Linked DNA regions of Gossypium hirsutum: region 2 is linked to region 1. Evidence: chromatin contacts called from public Hi-C data. All regions are on one chromosome and are shown on one strand. The core of a region is the stretch at or near the end of the contact, and the rest is flanking DNA. Distances in the headings are between cores, read along the strand shown.

The links. A called contact is a pair of places that touch in the nucleus more often than the background predicts.
Region 2: a Hi-C map of leaf shows a contact between it and region 1, with 2.6 times the contacts expected there. The contact joins the promoter of LOC107954060 here to the promoter of LOC121219405 in region 1. A contact is called at or near these places in 3 of 34 Hi-C or Micro-C datasets (leaf and petal).

The regions. Positions count from the first base shown.
Region 1 is chrD07:12,298,429-12,304,825 of Gossypium_hirsutum_v2.1, forward strand. LOC121219405 (chloroplast envelope quinone oxidoreductase homolog) reads left to right here and starts at 3,922. Exons shown (of 4, transcript XM_041097507.1): 1 at 3,922-4,138; 2 at 5,723-5,864; 3 at 5,973-6,058. The coding sequence starts at 4,070. It overlaps LOC107943456 (chloroplast envelope quinone oxidoreductase homolog), which reads left to right. Exons shown (of 5, transcript XM_016877211.2): 4 at 421-719; 5 at 721-1,403. The coding sequence ends at 1,108.
Region 2 is chrD07:12,565,277-12,571,836 of Gossypium_hirsutum_v2.1, forward strand. LOC107954060 reads left to right here and starts at 2,047. Exons shown (of 4, transcript XM_016889530.2): 1 at 2,047-2,243; 2 at 2,347-2,460; 3 at 3,333-3,437; 4 at 3,539-3,964. The coding sequence starts at 2,147. The coding sequence ends at 3,789. It overlaps LOC107954059 (ethylene-responsive transcription factor-like protein At4g13040), which reads left to right. Exons shown (of 7, transcript XM_016889528.2): 6 at 1-84; 7 at 187-556. The coding sequence ends at 314.

The DNA of each region.
Region 1 (6,397 bases), core at 2,672-5,171:
AAAATATGGATCTCCTCATGGCCAAAAGATCAACTTTTGAATCCAGCAATGATGGAATGCGCGTAAATTGTAGCCCCATAAAAAGAAATTCCAAGGACTAGTGCTACATTTTTTGTTCTAATAAACCATGTTGGTCTTCCAATGAGTGATCTTGATTAGCTTAGTCATGAGAACCGCTTAGCATTGACCTGCTTGCCTGTTTGGATTAATCGGTATCGTGTTTAGAATGCAACCATCCTTTGTCTATGTGACTATCATTACTCTCATTATCTCGCCATTTGGCTGAGAGAAACCTAGATATCCTTACTGCAGTCCAGTGGTTCAGTGAATTTATCTTCTATTCATATTATCAGCGAATCAGTATCAGTTATTTCGATTGCTATGACTATCTTCTATAATGAATTATATTTACAATGATAGACCGGAGGTGGACTAGCTGAATATGCTGTGGCTAAGGAGAATCTGACAGTTGCAAGGTCACCAGAAGTATCAGCTGCCGAAGGTGCAGGTTTGCCTGTTGCTGGTCTCACAGCTCACCAGGCACTCACCCAGGCAGCTGGGGTCAAGCTTGACGGAAGTGGCCAGCAAGTAAACCTCTTGATTACTGCTGCTTCAGGTGGTGTAGGTCATTACGCAGTTCAACTAGCAAAGCTTGGAAACACACATGTAACAGCCACTTGTGGGGCTCGTAATCTGGATTTTGTCAAAAGCCTTGGAGCACGAGGTTCTTGACTACAAGACTCCCGACGGGGCGGCTCTAAAAAGCCCTTCGGGTCGCAAATATGATGCAGTGATCCACTGTGCAGCGGGCATTCCTTGGTCTACCTTTGAACCTAATCTAAGTTCAAATGGGAAGGTAATCGATATAACCCCTGGTCCTAGTGCTTTCCTAACTTTTGCTATGAAAAAGCTTACTTTCTCAAAGAAGAAGCTGGAACCACTCTTTGTATCACTTAAGAAGGAGAACCTCAATTATCTCGTTAACTTGGTGAAAGACGGGAAGCTTAAGACGGTAATCGATTCAAAGTATCCCTTAAGTAAGGCTGAAGAAGCATGGGCTAAGAGCATTGATGGTCATGCCACTGGTAAGATCATTGTGGAGCCTTAGTCTATAAAATATTACTTTATTGTACTAACTGCAGTTATAAGCAATTAAAACAATAAACAGTGATGCTTGGAGGTCATGTTGCTTGTATGGATAATTAGGATTTGTGGACTTTGAAAATTATGTTTATGAAATGTATCATGTGTTCTAAGCTCTGTATTCACAGATTAGCTCTTCTTTTGTGCGGTTCCTACATTTCCTTGCTTTTTGGTTTGACAATTTCAACAATGAAATGTGATTATGTTGGACTTGTATGCTTTTTCTTATTAGTTCATATTTGAGGTTTGAATTGTATGTACTTTTACTATGTTCATATTTCAATTTTTTAATTAAAGTTTTGCTTATAAATTTGTTTTTATGTAAAAGTATTTAATAGTTGAATGAGCAAAATCTTTTTGGAAATTATGTGTTAATTATATGAGTAAGTGAATATTTTAATATTTATAGGGTTAAATATTAAATTTATACATAAATATTGATTAAATTTTTATTTGGTGTTATTATATAAATGAAACTTAAATAAATTGCAGTTCATATGTATATATAAAACTTTGATTTTATTTCAATTGTACATGTTTAAAAGAAATATATATATATTCATATTGAACTAATATAATTGCGTGTGTGTAGTATAATGTAAAGTTGTGTTAACTTGATAATGTTGTTATAAAATCAATATTTATATATGATATTGCACATTAAATTAAAATTGATAGAATTATTATTATATTGAAATTTATATGAACAGATAATTTTTAAATATATATAATTAGTGTAATAGGCCAATTTAGCCTGGGCCGAAACAGAAGCCAAACAAAAAAATAAAAATAGAAGATATTAGAATCAATTACAACAGTCCATTTACAGGAAACATCAGGCCAAAATTTACAGTTTTAAACGGCCCAAAATAAAGAAACCCCCAATGACCTAATAACCTAAACATTTTCTCAGAAACCTTAAGTCTCCTTGGCGCCGCTCCTTATGCTGCGCCAGCGCGCTCGCCACCCGAGGCCTGACATGCCCCTGCCCCAGTTGCACCAAAATGGCAAGGGTGCGTTTCCCATTGCCACCGTTGACTCCAGGGACACCTACAAAAAGAAAGCAAGGACAGAAGGCAACACACAAGAAACAGTAGCCGAGCAGAGACAAAAAAAAAAGGAAATATTATAATTCTAATCGGCTATAAAAGCCATCAATAGCATGTAAACAAAGATACGGACAAAGTAATAAAAAAAATACAAACATTTGAAAGGTGATTCTTTTTTATTTTTATTTTTATTTTTTTAATATAAAAACAAAAAAAGGGAAAGTTTACTTGATGATTCAAGTTCTGCCACCGCAAGTGGCAGAGGTAGTCATCTCTGATGAAAGATGACCCTTTTTCTGAGGAAAAAGCCTTCGAAACGCAAAATAACTCGAAAGATTTTTGGTCTTTTGAGTTTTTTTTTTTGAGTTTTTGACCTCATATCGAGGTTGAGGAAAACAAAGTGGCCAAAATAGTCCTTTCTCGAAAAATTCGACCCCCGGGGACGGTGGTCGCCGTCGCTGACGACTGGTGGCTCCTATGGTCGGAATCTGGATTGTGTCCAGAGAAAAAAAAAGGTTTTGACAATTAGGATATAAAAAATTATAAAATATGAAATTGTGAGATAATAAAATGTATTAAAAATGGATAGAATTATTATATTAAAATTTATATGAATAAATTATTTTTAAAAATATAATTAGGGAATAAAAATTATAAAATATGAAATTGTGAGATAATAAAATGTATTAAAAATGGTTGAAAATCAGTAATTATTGGCAAGGAGGAAAGTAGAGGTTTGAAATGGGACAAGCCGGCAAGTTTGAAACAACGAGTAGAAGAAGAAATCAATTGTAGCACATTCAAGAAGTTATGACTGTAAAAAATAATTTACAATACATTAACTTATTTATATAATATAAATTATTTACAGAGAAATTCTCATATAAATATACAAACTTTAAAAATATATTTAATTTGATTATAGAACAATATATGAAATAATACACTATGAACTAGTCCAATGACAGGGTGAAGCCACCAAAATTTTTAGGGGTAGAAATTAAATTTTAATTTTTATCATTTTTAAGAGATTAATTTGATAATTTTTATCATTTTAAGAGATTAAAATATAATTTTATTTTTACTAATTTAAATTTTAAAATTTTTAAAAAGCCTAAATGAACAATTTTTTATTTTAGGGGGTCGACCCTGCCAGCCCTTTAGATCTACCACTGTGCAATAACACACTTGGGTGAAAAATAAAATAAAATAAAATGATATTTTTCTTAAAATAATAATAATTATAAATAAAGTAACACAAAGTTGAATGCGAAGAGAATTTATGGAACTGATTCTTTTTTTGATGTTAGCGAATTATATTTAAAATTTTGTTTAAGATGTGATTAGTTGGAAAGTGGAAAAACCTTTTTTAACCTTTTTTGTGAATTTATAAAAAAAATAATTTAAATCATTAAATTACATGTCTATCTTTATCAAACCCATTTATTGTAGTATATTAACTTGATTTTTATCATTCTCTTGTCCTTCGATTAATTCATCCTCAAGTATCAATAATAACAGTTTAACTTAATATTTTTTTATCAATTTCCAATTAAATTGATTTTTAATTAATTTTGTACACTAATTTTTAATTTAAAATAACAGTAATTCATTTAAGGGATTAAATTATAATATAGATACATAAAAAGTATAGAAATGTAACCAAAGGTTTTCTGCGAATTTGTTGGAAGAGGGGTATAACCGTTAATTTAGCTAAATGCAGGCCTCATTTCACTATAAAAACTACCCCTCAAAGCCCAATTATCTAATTGCAAAAAATACATGATTTAATCACACTTTCTGGTCCTTTCCGCTTTCTCTTTTATCTTCTCAATTCTCAGTTACCACCTTCATTCATTTTCTACTCACAACTGAAAATGGCTAAGAATACTATGATGCGTGCTGTTCAATACAACACTTATGGCGGAGGTGCCGCTGCTTTGAAAGTAATCTTCTTCATCCTTTTATTTGCTTGCTTCTTCTTCTTTTTTTCTTGGTCTTTTTGTTAGCATTTTTTCTTATAATTTTCCCAGATCAAAAGTTAAAACAAAGTAAAAATGGTCTAATTCTGAATCTCATACCTCTATTTTATCAGAATTGAATTTCATTTATCAAAATTCGACATTATGGAAACTGCAAAATAATTCAGTTTCAACTACTGATTTTTGCTTCTTCTTTTTTCTTTTTGCTATTTCATTTTTGCCTAACTGTTGATCTTTAATGTTAGTTTTATACATGGTGATGTTTGACAATATGAAGATGAACTTATTGGGCTAACATCTCAGCTTCTTTTTATAGAAGAATATAAATAAATTAAAATAGAGGATTAATTTCCGAGTTTTTATAAGGTAGCAGGATAAATTCATAATTAGATTCGAATATATATATCACGATTAGAAATGGAGATTTGAATCCCGGTTGTTTATCTACTGTGATTATATTGACCAAGGGAGACTAAGAATGGATAATTAAATTTACGAAGGAATATAAATGTTCATATTGTTTATGCTTTTGGTGTTGATTTATGTAGGTATTATAGCAGAACAAAAAGCTGCTAAATCTGAAGCTTAGCTGGCATGTTTAGTAGTGTTTAAGAAAAGTATTTCTGGCTTTAAAAGTACTTTTGAAAGAGAAAGATGTGCTAAATAAATTCTTTAGGTTGAAATTTTTAATTTTTCAAAAATGTTTTTGAAATTTTTAGTTTTTCCTCTCCAAAAGCACTTTTGGTGCTTAATTACTTTTTCACTCCTCTTATAACATAGTATTTCCTTTTTTCTTTTCTTGATGAGTAATTACAAATATGTTAAAATTATTAATTAAAAATAAAAAACATATTTTTTAAAATACTAATTACAAATATTTAATGGTTATATTTAAATATTTAAAATATAGTTTATATATTCTAATTAAATTTTATAAATAATTAATATTTATTGCTTAAAAATATTTATAATTTATATTTCATATATTAAAATATTAACAACAAGTTATAATATTTTTTTAATTTTTACTAAAATATAATAATATTAACTAATTTAAATATTATTTAAATACATATTTATTACTTGATAATAACATATCTAAAAGGGACATTTTAGATTTCAAAACACTTTTTGACAGCAATGCTAAACACTCAAAATTTAAATTAAATTTTTTAAAAGCACTTGTCAAAAGTACTTTACACGTCACTTTTCAAAAGTATTGGTAAACTAGTCTTTAACAATAACATCCGACGACTTCAGATTTTGAAACTTAATATGTACAATCCTTCTCCTACGTAAAAAGATAAAAAAGAGTAGGCATTGGAAGCTTAGTTTGAGTCAAAGCTCTGAAATTCCAATTTGTATTGTGGAAGGCCGAGAGGTCTATCCACTCATTTGCAGTGAAACGACTTAATGATATGAAGGTGCATATTACTCCTGCATGTGACAGTGCGTGCGGGCGTGTTGTTCAAAACTCCAAAAGGGATATGGAACTGAGAGGGTTCATGGTACAGTTATAACATATATCTGCAAATGTATTTGCTGCAGCATGTTGAACTTCAAGTTCCTTCTCCAAAACAAGATGAAGTTTTACTAAAAATGGAGGCAACTAGTATAAATCCATTTGACTTGAGAATACAGAAAGGGATAGTGTGGCCATTTTTGCCTCGCAAATTCCCCCACATACCTGGTACCTACCATTTATCTCTCCATCTGCAAACATTGCACTTCTCTTCAATGCCAAATATTTCAAATGCCTATTTTCGATCGTCGGCTAAAGAATTTTTTGTTGGAGCAGGTATTGATGCAGCAGGAGAAGTCTTCGAGGTCGGATCAGGAGTCAAGAATTTCAAAGCTGGCGATAAAGTTGTGGCCGTGCTTTTCGTAAGTCGCCATTCTTATTCTTCTGGTCTATGTTATTCTGATTTGAGTGCGAGTATTTGTTACATGTTTGACAATATGTATCAGACAAGAGTATCAGATACGAATACGAGCTGCAGGGTAGCATGGTAATTCAATTTGGATAAATAGTTTATGGCATTTGTGGTTTTAGTGCAACCCCAATAGTTCTTGAAGAAAAATCTAACTTTTTAAAGCTTTTTCATATATTTGGAAGTCCCAAAGAGTGTCGTGTCCCGTTACCATGTTCGAGTGTGTGTTCCACTTAAACTATTTGTTGGTTATTATTGGGACAACCCCAAGGCCCCAAACTTTTGTGCCGTG
Region 2 (6,560 bases), core at 797-3,296, 260 kb after region 1:
TTCCTGAGGAGGAAAAGCAAGAGCTTAGTAGATTCAAGTGGGATGAGTTCTTGGCATACACTCGTCGTTCGATTACCAACAAAAGTAAACCCTTTCTTCACGGTTTTAAACCTTATTATCTTGACTTTTTATGATCTAATCAAACACTTAAACGTGTTTATTTTATAATTGAATATGATATTACAGAATACAAGCAAAGACTCGGGGTCGAACCCCAGAAGAGATCCGAACCTGTAATAGAGAACAGCGACCTGGACAGCAAACGAGGAGCCGATAGCTCCTCGGCTTCTGAAGAGGTAGGGCCAGATACTTAAGCTTCATGAAGAAAAAAAAGATGAATGGTTTGTGAGGCTGAATAATCTGAGTTTTTAAGGTAATTTAATTGAATCCTAGTTGAAAGGTGTCCATTTTTTAGTGCATTGAAGGCATCTATTAGAGCCAATCAATATATATATATAGATCTCATTATCTATAGTGCTTTAGCCCTTGTAATAAGTGGTAAAAAATATTATGTCAAGATTGATGAAAGCCATGCAAATGCTAAGATTTGCTTTAATTTTAGTTTTTTAAACCCCCAAAGCAGAACCTAGACATTGAAACTTGTTTTGATGTCATTTTCTGCGGTCCCTTTTTACTGCAAAAGATGCTTGAATGCTCCAACATGCCTTAAAATTCTAATGGACTTAAACAGTCTGTTCTTTTATCTAATTATATTTATGATTTCATCTTCACATGAACTCCAGATATATTTACAAAAACTTTTATACACGAAGCTCTAAACCAATCCCAAAATCTTATAAATCAAATCCAAAATTCCCAAATCAAATAAACAAAGTTAACCAAAACATAACTATGCAGACTAAATAAATAAACTTAATATTCAATTAAGCTATAACAAAATAATTTTTATGCCTAAAATTATGTAAAATGTTATCCACATTTGGATTATGTTTGAATTTTAAAGTCATTGGAATTTTTGTACTTAAATACTACTGAGGTTCAAATCATAAAATAGATGATAACACCTTTGATTAAAAATAAAACAATGCAACTGAATTTTGCAAGATTCATCCAGGATTTCAATTTTTTTAATATTTTTTTTATATATCTTGGAATAATTTCACCAATTGGTACCTCTAGATAAAATCAATATTCAAATATGTCAAATTTTATGCCATATGCAGATCATCGGTCTATTAAACACAAATGAAAACCTAACCATTGGAATAGTGATAAATGCTTGTCAAATGCTTAATATGATATGAGTAAAATCTTTTTCCATCTCTACCCTTTACTAATATTTTATTGATAAAAATTAATAGGGTAAATTACACCATTAGTCATTAAACTATGGATAAATTTTTATTTTAGTCACTTAACTAAAAAAGTTATAACTTGGTCATTGAACTATTCAAAAGTTTTCATTTAAATCACTAGGCTATTAAAACCGATGTTATATGGCTTTCTTTGTTTGCACTGTCTGAACCAATCAAAAGCTCTCTATCCCCATCCCTTCTACAGTTCAGTTTTTTTTTCATGAAACAACTTTTAATGTTACAAATCTACGAACCAAAATCCAAACAGCTTTTTTCTTCGATCTCCAACAATGATAGTCAGATCGACTTGGATCTAAAGTATGTTCTTCTACTTGTCGGTAGGTGTTATTCCACTGTACCAATCGTCGAATCGTCACTTGGAGCTTTCTGGCGAAACTTTAAAAAAAAAAACTTAACAACCTAATGACTCAAATAAAAACTTTTGAATAATTTAGTGACTTAAATAAAAACTTTCGAATAGTTCAATGACCAAATTGTAACTTTTTTAGTTAAGCGACCGAAACAAAAACTTACTTATAGTCTAGTGACTAATGATGTAGTTTACCCTTCATTTTAATAGAACAAAGACTAAATTGATCTATTTAATAATGTAGGAACTAATTTGACCTAGTCTCTATAATAGAGGGACTTAACAGCTACTTTCGCCCAAAAAAAACTTAACAAAAACTCTGGGTTTTGGCCTTTGGGCCTTTCCTTGCAAGTATAACAACATGTCGGGACCCGACCCAACATAACTCTCTAGCCTAAGTCCCTGTCCACAGTATGTCTCTAGTTCGTTGAACCCAGAAAAAGGTTTCCGAACTGAAACTATGGCATCCCCAAACCAACAAGGAGACTCCCCATCACCATCATCATCAACCTCCGTGGACTGGCGGCGTCGGATATTGATCCCGACGGTCCTTGCAGGTCTTTTGTCTTTTGCCCTCTCTCTCACACTTTTAGTACTGTTTGTTCATTGAAACACCAGGATTCATGAATGTCAGGCGTGGTTCTCTTTATTTTTAAACAGGGGTTGCCGGTGGAGGCGTTGGGTTGGTGTCAAAGCATCGGAAAGTGTACGGCCTCGCTAATATTTCAGCTACTTACGCCACTAATTTCGCTATTGTCACCGGCTGCTATTGTGGTATTCTTTCTTTATTTACTATTAATTTCAGTATTTGTTAAACCCAAATTCCCCCCCCCCAATCGTAAATTAGTTAAGAAAATGTTGAATTGTGTGCAATTTTAAGAGCAATCGAAAAGGTACTTAAATGAATTCCTGCTCCTAATTTTATGCCATTGGTTGTGATGGTAGATCATATTTTCTTTAGCTGCCTTCGTTTGTACTCGTATATAAATGCAAGTCATGATAAAGTTTTGCTTTGATCTTTCGAAATAAACGAGTTGCTTGTAATGAATTCGCTTTGCACGGAATATATTTCCGTGACATAGTCGTTAACGGGAGTGATGTTGGTGGAAAAATTTAAGTAAATTGTGGGACTAGCTTTCTTGACTTGGATAACTATTTGGTTGTTTGACACCACGGATTGGTGAGTTCGGAAGGAAATGAACGAGGGTAGAATGTCGTATTAGTTTTATTAGGGAGTTTATTCGTTTTTCGTCTTGTCGGTCATAAGAATCGGGAAAGCATTCTCTTTCTCATAACATAATCTGGTACCATACTCGTGGTCATGTTTGAGTTAGCATCATAGTGTTTAATGCAGACTCCTCCATTCGAGATTTAGCCTATAGCAGAGATACAGAAAGAAAACTACTCTCTCGTTTTTCGGTTTTGATTTGTAGTAGTATTATTGGATAAAAATATGTTACTTTGAGGTCGATATGACTTTGCTTATACGAAAATTATAGTTTAGTATTAGTAGATCAACCTAGGTTGATGATGTCGTGTATTCCGCATTGGGAAATGCATTAAACTTGTAACAGGCCTCGAATGCTATTAACAGTAAATCGGGATGTTGCTTCCTTGAACCTTTTTCTTCTCCTTAATTCGTGCAGGAGCACGGGAGTTTGTAACAGCTACTCGTAAAACCGGACCTGATGATCTACTGAATTCTGCAATAGCTGGATTTGGTACCGGTGCTATACTGGGTCGTCTTCAAGGTAAATTTCATCAGTCCCTCTCGCTTTCTCTCCATGTGCTTGTGTGATTCTGTGCCAGTGCTATTTTTAAAAGGGTTTTTTTTTTTCCTGTGGCATTTTAGGTGGTCAATTCGGTGCTTATCGCTATTCACTCATCTTTGCTGTTGTTGGGACAGCAGTCGATTTTGCTGCACTTAAGTTAAGACCTAAATTACATGATTTCAGTGAATCTATGTTTGACAAGAGCAGTTCGTTGAAATTGCCCGAATGGTCTCCTATACAAGTGCTAGATGAAGAAGCACTTGCTGCAAAACGAGCTCGAGAAGAAAAACTGTATGGACAAAGAAAAGCTCTAAACAAAGAAGAATCGTGAAAGCGGGCTATGATTCGTGTATTTTTGTCTTTAGTTTCTTACATATGATTATTGGCAATAATGTTTTTCTGATGGTGCTAGTTCAGCTGCTTGGCAGCTTGCTTTCAGAATATTGTAATAACATTCTTTGTTAACATTAGCGATAATTTCAGATTCCGAACATCTTTCAATGATTCCTCAAATTCTACAATATTTGATATATCTGAGCATTTCTAACAGGTCTCTTGATTCTTGAGCATCTCTAGGTCTTTCTTATTATTGGTTTGTAATGCTTCCTCCGAGGGCTCTAATCTGTTTGGACTTAGAGCCAATAATTGGGCCTTGAGGAAAGCTAAATCCATCACGTCCATTTGCTTGAAATTGGGCCTTGATGCTCGCATTAGATTTAATGTATCGTTTTTGTTTGTGTTGAAAAAAATCTACTAAAGAGAATTAGGAGACACATGTTAATTAGGTTTTAAAACGACATCATTGATTCAATTCCTTCCTCCACTATTGATGTCGCTATTGACTTTGGTTGGAAAATATATAAATGGGAAAATATGGATGATTACAGTGCATTTGAAAAACCGGTGCAACTATTTAGTTGGAAAATAAATAAAGGGGAATACATGGGTAATTAAGAAATTTACTTCAATTTCCAGATCGGAGGAGGAAACGAATGAGATAGTGGGGCAAGACGGCAGCGGAAGCATATTGGAGGCTAGATCCAGCATTTTTTTATGTTATTTAATATGGGTTTTTTTATGGAGATTTAAGGGATTAATTTAAAATTTTTGTAATTTTTAGAGGGACTAAAAGAATAATTTTTCCTTTTTTTGCTGGTCCAATCAGCACTTTGTTAAAGGTTTAACAGTTAAGTGACCATTTTGGTCAATTTTTCTAATGATGGTGACGAATTTGACAAAAAAAAAATAGAACCATTAAAATAGGAACAACACTATTTTAGGGTGACCTCCAGTGTAGTTTACTTTTTTTATTTAGAACATTTTTAAATAATTACTATTGTAATAAGTTATATTTATTTATTAAAAATGTTTTAAAATTAATTTAATACTATTGGCATAAGTGACAAATTTTATATTTATACCAATAGTAAATACCAATTAAAATATAAAAATAACAAAAATATTTTTACCGGTGGAAATCATTACTAAATCTGTCACTATATATAGTAATTATGTGACCTTATCACCCATAAGGAATTGCTTGTTGGAATACTAAATAACAAAACAATTTTTATTAACGGAATCATCGTCGGTATAGTCTAAAAGGCATATACCAACAAATTTTGTTCGTTACTAAAATGTTATACCGAAGCATTCCCTATAGCAACAATTTAAGTTTTGCCGAGGTATACTATTTGTTTCCTTATAGCAACAACAGAATCACTGCTTTCCCATTTTCCTTTCCTAATTTGGCCTAAACTCAACAATGTTTCCCCTACATGCATTACATGCATTTCATTGATGCAATATTGTGGAATCATAACTAATTCATGCACATTGAACTAGAATGGCGAATACTCATAAACCTATGCGACCTTACAACATCCTTAGCTTTTCAAGGGTTGAGTGCAAAAACTCACCTGATATTTCTTCGCCTTGTTCGCTTAGCTTTTCGGACGCTGAAGCTTTATTTCTCCTAGCAGCTAAGTAAAACAACCAATTCATGGTTTAAGCTTAGTAATTTTGGTTTAAAAACTTAATTTTCCATAAACATGCAGAATCTTTAAAATGGGTTATGGAAGTCCTTAACTTTGGTTCCTAAATCTTATGTATTCTAAAGGACTTAGAATCTTACTAGCTTACCGGATCCTTTATTTTCCCGACCCAAAATTCATGATCACCACTCCATGCAAAGCTTCCCGTAATCATCCCGTCTTCGGAGCAACAAAGAAGATGAATAAAGAGAAGAAAATGAAACATAATTGAGATGAATCCTCTCCTGGAAATCACATCTCGGCTATTTATAGCCCTTTTCTCTCGGTCTTCAACCGTTTAGGAGCCCTCCATTAAAAATCATTATGTCTCCCTGTAAGAGACAAGCTAGTTCTAACCCAAACGAACTAGACTTGGTTCTCAACCCTGTCCAAAAAATAAATAGACTAAATTCTTAAATTTAAAAGTACATAGACCAAATTTCAAATTTAAAAAAGTATAAATGGTTTTAAAAATTAAATATAAATTTGTTAATTAATAAAAAAATATTTAAAAGTAATATTGTAACATGAAATAGATAAAAAAATTTATAATTTACATAAATAAAGGAAATGTTATTTGTATCCCATTTATTAAAAATTTTGATTAATTCATAGTTTAATTAAAGTAAATATGAAAAGAAATTAAAAAAATCATATATAGATTCATTCAATTAGATCAATGATTGTACAATTAACGTCATAACTCATTCAATTACATTAGTATTAGAGAAATATACAATTGCTCAATACTCTTCAAATTGGTTCTACACCATAATGGAAATATATTTGTATACAGACCCAATTCAATTGGTTCAATGTCATAAGCATTCAATTAAGTTTATAATTAGAGGAATGCACAATTGATAAATACTCTTAAATTGATAAAATATTTAGAATTAAACATTGGTGGTCCTAAGTTTTGATACATTTCACTATATGGTATTGAATTCTAAACATATATATTCAATGTTGTGTTTACATTGACCAGTTTAATTGGATCAATGGTTGTATGAATAATTATACAATTCATTCAATTGGATCATTGGTTATACGGTTAATGTCACAATTT